Linked DNA regions of Mus musculus: region 1 is linked to region 2. Evidence: chromatin contacts called from public Hi-C data. All regions are on one chromosome and are shown on one strand. Each heading gives the region's core, a stretch centred on a gene start, on an enhancer-like site or on the middle of the called end of the contact. The rest is flanking DNA. Distances are from core to core; before and after follow the strand shown.

Region 1 (3,548 bases), core at 60-2,559, 120 kb before region 2:
GAAAGAGGAACACTCCTCCATTGTTGGTGGGATTGCAGGCTTGTACAACCACTCTGGAAATCCGTCTGGCGGTTCCTCAGAAAATTGGACATAGTACTACCGGAGGATCCAGCAATACCTCTCCTGGGCATATATCCAGAAGATGCCCCAACTGGTAAGAAGGACACATGCTCCACTATGTTCATAGCAGCCTTATTTATAATAGCCAGAAGCTGGAAAGAACCCAGATGCCCCTCAACAGAGGAATGGATACAGAAAATGTGGTACATCTACACAATGGAGTACTACTCAGCTATTAAAAAGAATGAATTTATGAAATTCCTAGGCAAATGGATGGACCTGGAGGGCATCATCCTGAGTGAGGTAACACATTCACAAAGGAACTCACACAATATGTACTCACTGATAAGTGGATATTAGCCCAAAACCTAGGATACCCAAGATATAAGATACAATTTCCTAAACACATGAAACTCAAGAAAAATGAAGACTGAAGTGTGGACACTATGCCCCTCCTTAGAAGTGGGAACAAAACACCCTCTTGTTTTTCTGATGTCCAAATACAGGGCCATGATGGCATGAGGAGGCTATGAGTAAGTTGTCACAGTAATGTACAGAAGACTGTGGATGAAGAGGTCCCAGAACTGGGTGCGAATGCGTGTGCGGTTCAGATTGAGCTGAGAAGGAAAGCAGGGAAAAACAGAGGTTTCTGGGGATTTCTGTCACTGTCTCTGAAGCAGAGATTCTTGAGGTAAGGAAAAGTAGTGGTTAGTCCTGCACATTAGGCAAGGTTGATTCCATCTTTATTCACAGTGTTGGATGCTCCAAGTCCTGATCATCTCACCGCCATTACTTTTGGGGCTGAGCTGAAGACTGCCTCATGGTGGAAGTGTACGGCCAAGAATGAAAATCCCTAACCACCGTCTACAAACACTTGTCCTTATACCTACAGGTAAGTGTAGTCTTGTCCCTTCATCAAGGAAACTTCTCTTTGCCACAGTTGGAGACAACTACAAAAAACAAAATCCACTATCAAGCAATATTCAGAGTTGTAGAGCACAGACACAATGGAACAATGGATCCATATATAAAACACTCCTCCACTGAAGGCTCATAGATCATTGTGGAAGAAGCGTAAAGAGACTGTAAGAGCCAAGGATCAGAATTTGCTGTGCGACCCTGCCTCTACAACCATTAAGTCTCACTAACATGATTACATGTGAACTAAAAGGGAAGACACCAATGGGCATGCCAAAGGGCATTAGGAAGTGCCCATGAGTCATCAAGACTGGGCAAGAACTAGAGACAACTGAGTAAAGCTAAGAGCTAGAAATATAAATCCTCCCCAAGGAAGAAGAACACATCAATTGTCTGCCCAGTGCCCATCAGTGAGCCTTAAGAATGTACATAAAAGTAAAATCATATGTACCCAACCAAGTATGTTTAGGTGTTTGTGTGTGTGTGTGTGTGTGTGTGTGTGTGTGTGTGTGTGTGTATCTGTGTGTGTCTGTGTGTGTGTGTGTGTGTGTGAGAGAGAGAGAGAGAGAGAGAGCGAGCGAAAGAGAGATTGTGTGTGTGTGTGTTTGTGTGCAAAAACAATTAGTGAAAAAAGAGGTTATTAATTGGAAAAAGAGGGGCATATGGGAGAGTTTGGGGAGAGCAAAAGAGAGAATTATTGTAAGTACTTTATATCTCAAAAATAAGATATAAAAAGAAAAAGAAGAAAGAAAGAAAGGGTTAAGATCTTAACAGTCTTTTCCAGAACCTTCCAGTGACCTAAAGAGCTCCCATGACCGTATCACTTTCTCATAAAAACCTCCTGGGATGAAGCATTGCACATGGCTTGGAGAGGCACTCAGTGTCCATGCCATGGTAATTAGCCACACCACATCCAGTTCCTCAGCTGTGGGGGACAGTCAGAACCTCTTAGCTTCACACATGAAAGCAGACGGTTGTAGATTGCCGGCCTTCCTGAGAATATGTATTACCACCCCTTGCAGTATCTCAAGCAAGACTGGCTGTCAGCTGGCCTTTTCTGCAGCAGTGGTCAATGGAAATACTAGGCATTCACCTCTGTTGTCCCAAGCTGCATGATAATGCCAAAGTAGACATGAGTCACTGTGCCTCACATTCTCAACCTCCACGTGGATTTCAGCTGCCTGTGGAATCGATATTTCCAGGACACATTGGCTTTATACTGTCAGAGTCTTACCTAGAAAATGCATAACACAGCAGTATTTTCCTCTGCCCAGAAAGGAACCATCTCTGTGGGTATGTTTTCCAAACCGTTACCTACAAATAAGAGGCAGATAGAGTAAGGAGAGCAACTCAGGCTTCCCTCAAGAAAAAGGAAGAGAAAGGAAAGGAAGATAATGGGCTTTTGGTCATTCCTGCTGAGAATCCTAAGCAAGGTCCAATGTTCATCCCAGGTAGCCCTCACTGGATGTGGACTGACTGTACCCAGCGGCATCCTCCTAACACAGCCTCACATTGCCTTTTCTTCCCATTTCTTCACTTCTGATCCTTAAAGACACAGTCAATTAAGCCATCTGAATATAGTAACCCTTTCTAACTCTGTCTTCACTGGACTCTAGTTGGGGCCCTATCGCTGCAACCAACTGTGCCATCTTATTCTGGGTCAATGTTGGCTCAAGACCCATTGAATTGTTGACACCAATTTTCTATACTCCTGCAACCAGAACAACACAGGTGGGTGAAAAGATATTAATAAGCTCGGCTTCTGAACACATTATGTTTTTGAGAAAATCATGTCTTTGGGAATGAATAAACTACAGTCAATCCTTTACCAATTCAATTTTTTTGAGGGAAATTATAATGAATTCAACATTCATCCTACATGAGAGAGAGGGAGGAAGGAAGGAGGAGGGCAATATAAAGGTAATAAAGACATGGGATACACAAATGAGATGCACAGATCTGGTATTCATTTTTAAGGCAATATTTTGTTTCCGTTGGAGGAAATTTGATGATGTTATATAACAAATTATGCAGATTCTTAGTCGATTAAGCCTATGAAGTTATACTCTCTTTTTATACTGAATGTCCATCAAGGGAAAACTGAAGGCTCTGGCCATGGTATCAACACCCCAGGATCAAGCTCATAGATTAGCCACTGTATGATTCATTCTTGGCTGTAGAGGGAAGCATATCTAGGCAACGCACTTATAAGCCCTTACAGTTTCCAGTTAGATTTAACCTCTGCTCAATAACCTCTGTTCAAGGGTCACTGGCCAAAGTCCTATTCACACCTGGAGACGATCAGGAGGTACAATCTTACCAGAGTGTAGAGAGCTAGAAGCACCCGGTAAGGGATGTTGCTAAACATTACAAGCCTCATTTGTCAGGACCTCTAAGTTTCCAAAGATGGTGCTCTTGAACTGGACAGTAGCTGAACAGTAACTGTACAATAGATTATTTTGCTATATAAAGTATGAAAAAATCATCCACATTTTGATTATCTTTGGCCGGTCTTTATTATAGTCACAATGTTTTATTAATACATGCATTTGTATTTTAAATGTTTAGTA
Region 2 (3,707 bases), core at 497-2,996:
AGAAAGTTGCCCAGAGACTCCGGCTGCTTGAGCTTCATGTATCAGTTGCTTTTCTCACTAATATGGCAAAATGTCTGGCAGAAGGAACTTAAGGAAGGAAGGGGCGTATATTGGTTACTCTGACCAAAAGCAACGTCTACAAGAGTACTGATGTACTTCCTCCAGCATACGTCGACCTCCTAACGGCTCTGTAGCTTCTCCAAACAGTGCTGCTATCTAAGATCATGCATTCAAATACATGATCCATTTTTCATTCCAACCATCATTATTAGAGGGCTCTGTTTTGGCTCCCAGCTAGGGTAGAGATCACCTTGGCATGGGTAGCCCAGTGGAGGGATAGGGAGTGACTGAGCACATTGCGTCCACAGTTAGGAAGCAGAGAGCAGTGAATGCTGGCACTTGGGTGACTTTCTCCTTATTCAGTCCAGAATAATGTCACCTATATTCAGGAGAGGTCTTCCCAGCTCAGTTAAACCTTTCTAGAGAACCTTTTTCATAGAAATCCTTTTGAAAAAAAGAAAAAAACATGTGTGTGTATGTGGGGTGTGTGTGTATGTGGTGTGTGTGTGTGTGTGTGTGTGTGCATGTGAAGGTGCCTGTAGAGGTCAGAAGTGGGCATAGATCCCTCAGAACTGAGATTACATACGGGCCTGTGTATGGTGTCCAATGTGGGATCTAGGATTCAAACCCTGATCCTCTATAAGAGCAGTCAGTGCTCTTAACCTCTGAGCCATTTCTCCAGCTACTTCCTTCTGCATTCATAAGATTTATTGTGCTTCTATGGAAATTCTAAACCTAGTCAATGTGACAAGGAAAAGGATCCATCACACCCGGGTATACTACGCACAAAGGCTGTTAGGCGATAGCTCCGTCTGGGATGGGCCAGCCAAGTAGAGGTAAAATGGAGAGGCATGGGAGCTGCCAGGCTTGGTTAGAGTTGTCCTAGGGATCTGTAAGGCAAGCAGTGAGGATCCGGTCTGAGAATATGGATAGAAAACGAGTGCTTCTCAGAGACCAGTCACTTGCAAAGTTGAGGAAAGCGAGGAGGTGTGAGACCTCAGGCATTTAGGGAAGCCATTCTGGCTGGGACCCTGAAACCAGGAAGCTTCAGAAAGTCAGCACAGAACACACCTACCTTCAGCCTTAAGGTAGTCCTTAGGCATGTCCTCCGGGGCAGTGTCAAGCCACCTGCAGCCACCACCACTAAGGTAGGACAGAAGGAAGGCCTCGGCTCACTCTTCTATCAACCCAGACATCGACTAACAGACTCCAGAGCTGTCTGAGCAGTGCATCACTAGAGGGGGAGGGCGTATGAAGGAGGGTAGGTAAACCCCCTCACTGTGGTAGACAGTGACCCAATTGGGGGTCCCGGTCAGCAATAAACAGGACTCCCTAAAAGTCCTCGGCTGGCATATAGCAGTGATACCTTTGTGTAGGACTCAACCATTTTAAAAGCAGACAGCTCCCTAGCTCTTGGCTGCCCCTTGCTTTGACTTTAACCACAAAGTTCTAGAATTCACCTGGAAGATTTCAACATCTCCAGTCTCCCAGGCTTCCCAGACAGCTGTACTGAGCAACATCTTCAGGGAGGAAGCTAGTCACCAAGTGTCAACAGCAGATGCTCTGAGAAGTCCTCAGCTGCTGGTGATAAGTGGCCCAGGAGCCTGAGCAAGCGGCATTCCCCTCCACCGGCGAGCCCCAGCCAAGAGCTTTCCAGCTCTGACTCACTGGGCCGTGGGTTCTCCAAATGAGGGATTAAAGCAGAAGTGAGGCACACCCTTGTATGAGAACACAGTAACCCCAGATCCTGCTCAGGGGATGCAACTTTCAGAGCCAGCATCTGCTTCCTGGAATTTCTTGCTTAGCACAGAGTAGATGTGCCAGAGACAGGAAAGGAAGGGCAGGGCGATGTCTGGGCTTTTCATTTCCAAGTCTGAGAAAGCACCGTATTTGAGGGGAGGAGCAAGTTCAAATTCACGGTTCAGTTCCTGGGTGCGTAGATTCAGTCAAAGGCTTCCCCACTAAGCCTCAATCCCATCACCTGTGCATTGGTGATGAAGATAACTCATTTCCATGCATGTTAGATGCCAGGAGGCTCTGCTTGTACTTTCTATAGACCCTTAAAGAAGAGTGACCGTTCTGCCTTATGGAGCAAACCCAGCAGAGAGGTAGAATGACCTACACAGGGCCTATCACCTGGGAAAGGTAGGCTCAACATTCCCTAGGCCTAACTGACGACAAAGACTTGCTCTAGTCAAAGCCCAGTGCACGGGACTCATCAGAGGTCTAACAGGTGGCAGCTAGGACCCTGAACTGCAAAGTACAAAGAACCAGTTGGCCCCATCCAACCCTGGGGCCCAGTGTTATAAGGGTGATGGGCCTCTCCTGGGGGGGGGGGGAGGTGTACTCTCACAGGCTCCAAAGGGCAGTACATTCGTACGCCTAAGCATGGGGGAAGGGAATCGGAGGGACAGGCAGGTGGAAACTGGAAAGTAAAACCACTGTGGAGAAGCCCCTGGGCAGTCAACTAGCTAGCTGCTAGCTCACTGGGTCAGCCTCACTGTTTGGCTATTTGCTGTATCTCTAGTTCTGGGATCCCTAACACACACACACACACACACACACACACACACACACACACACACACACTGTTAGGACCACTTTCCCCGGGGCCTCAGAAAGCACCGAATAGTCAGGTGCCACCACCTAGAGGAACTGAGACAGGGTGTCCCTGGCTTGTATTCTTTAATGCCTGGTATCATTTGGTCCTTTAAATAAACTTGCCCTTGAGACAGTCCAGCCATCTTGGGGTACATTGTCCACAGGAAGCATCCGGGATTCAAGGAATAGAAACAGCCACGGCTGGTGTTATTTACACTCGGTGCTCTGTGCTGGTCCCCTTTATGCCAGTCATTCTTCCCACCTTGGCCTGAAGCAACAGTGTTTTAGGAAGCAAGGATCAGAGAAGTTCAGAGTCTGGCTCACAACGCACAGGAACTGTGTGGTGTGCCTTCTATGACTGTTTTTACTCTGGTGCTGTTGGCCAGGCTCCACTGAACACTTTCCATAAGAAGACTAGGTGGCACCAAATAGCCACTGATCAGGACAGGGCTTGAGAGCAGTTTGAAGAAGGCGCTCTCTTCTCTATAGCATGTTCGAGGCATTCCGCTGCCCTGGGTCTTACTCTCTGGTTTCTGGTTCTGCTATATGAAGCCAGTGAGCGAGAACCCAGAGGCCTGGAGATGGTCTACTTTTCAGTGATGAGAAAGACAAGATTTGGCCAAAAGTCATTGGGCCTTGAGTCAAGGCTGCCATCAAAAGAATGTCTAGCATAGAGATAATAAACAAGCTGTTTCTGGGCCCCTCTGGGCAGGGCAGAGGCTGTTGAGGCCCCAGTTGGTACTTTGTTCTTTCCTGCCTAGCCACCTGCTCAAGTTTATAAAGAGGGGCGATACGCTGAAACTCAGTGGAGCCTCCCTGTCTGACACGGGGTCTAACACGGGTAAGACCCTTTCTCCCCACCACGTCCAACAGTGGCTGCAGAGCAGACAACTCCAGGGAGAAACAGCCAAGGTCTGAAGGGTGGGGACAGCTGAGGGATGGGAGGTGAAGTAGGCTGAAGAGAAAAGATAAAGTGGAGATGAAGCTGCCTATGTCCTGCAAAGGGTGAATGCTGACTCCCAGGGCAGCAGTGAGACAAACGGAGA

The links. Hi-C and Micro-C count contacts between places; a contact is called where the count stands out from the background.
Region 1: a Hi-C map of muscle stem cells shows a contact between it and region 2, with 3 times the contacts expected there. The contact joins two enhancer-like sites. A contact is called at or near these places in 2 of 39 promoter capture datasets (the C10 cell line and stem cell-derived epiblast-like cells), 3 of 484 Hi-C or Micro-C datasets (conventional dendritic cells, muscle stem cells and myocytes) and 1 of 9 other capture datasets (adipose tissue).

What each region holds. Positions count from the first base shown.
Region 1 is chr15:67,238,387-67,241,934 of GRCm38.p6, reverse strand. 1700012I11Rik (RIKEN cDNA 1700012I11 gene) reads right to left here. Exons shown (of 9, transcript NR_045140.1): 2 at 2,213-2,292. Among named protein-coding and RNA genes, the nearest start is that of 1700012I11Rik, 13 kb to the right of the region's middle. Within about 2 kb of position 1,309, at least 2 of the 459 cell types and tissues checked have an H3K27ac peak or open chromatin away from gene starts, as enhancers often do. A contact at or near this core is called in muscle stem cells, where this site is marked.
Region 2 is chr15:67,114,945-67,118,651 of GRCm38.p6, reverse strand. All of the region lies in intron 3 of St3gal1 (ST3 beta-galactoside alpha-2,3-sialyltransferase 1), which reads left to right. Among named protein-coding and RNA genes, the nearest start is that of Gm31400, 53 kb to the left of the region's middle. Within about 2 kb of position 1,746, at least 148 of the 459 cell types and tissues checked have an H3K27ac peak or open chromatin away from gene starts, as enhancers often do. A contact at or near this core is called in muscle stem cells, where this site is marked.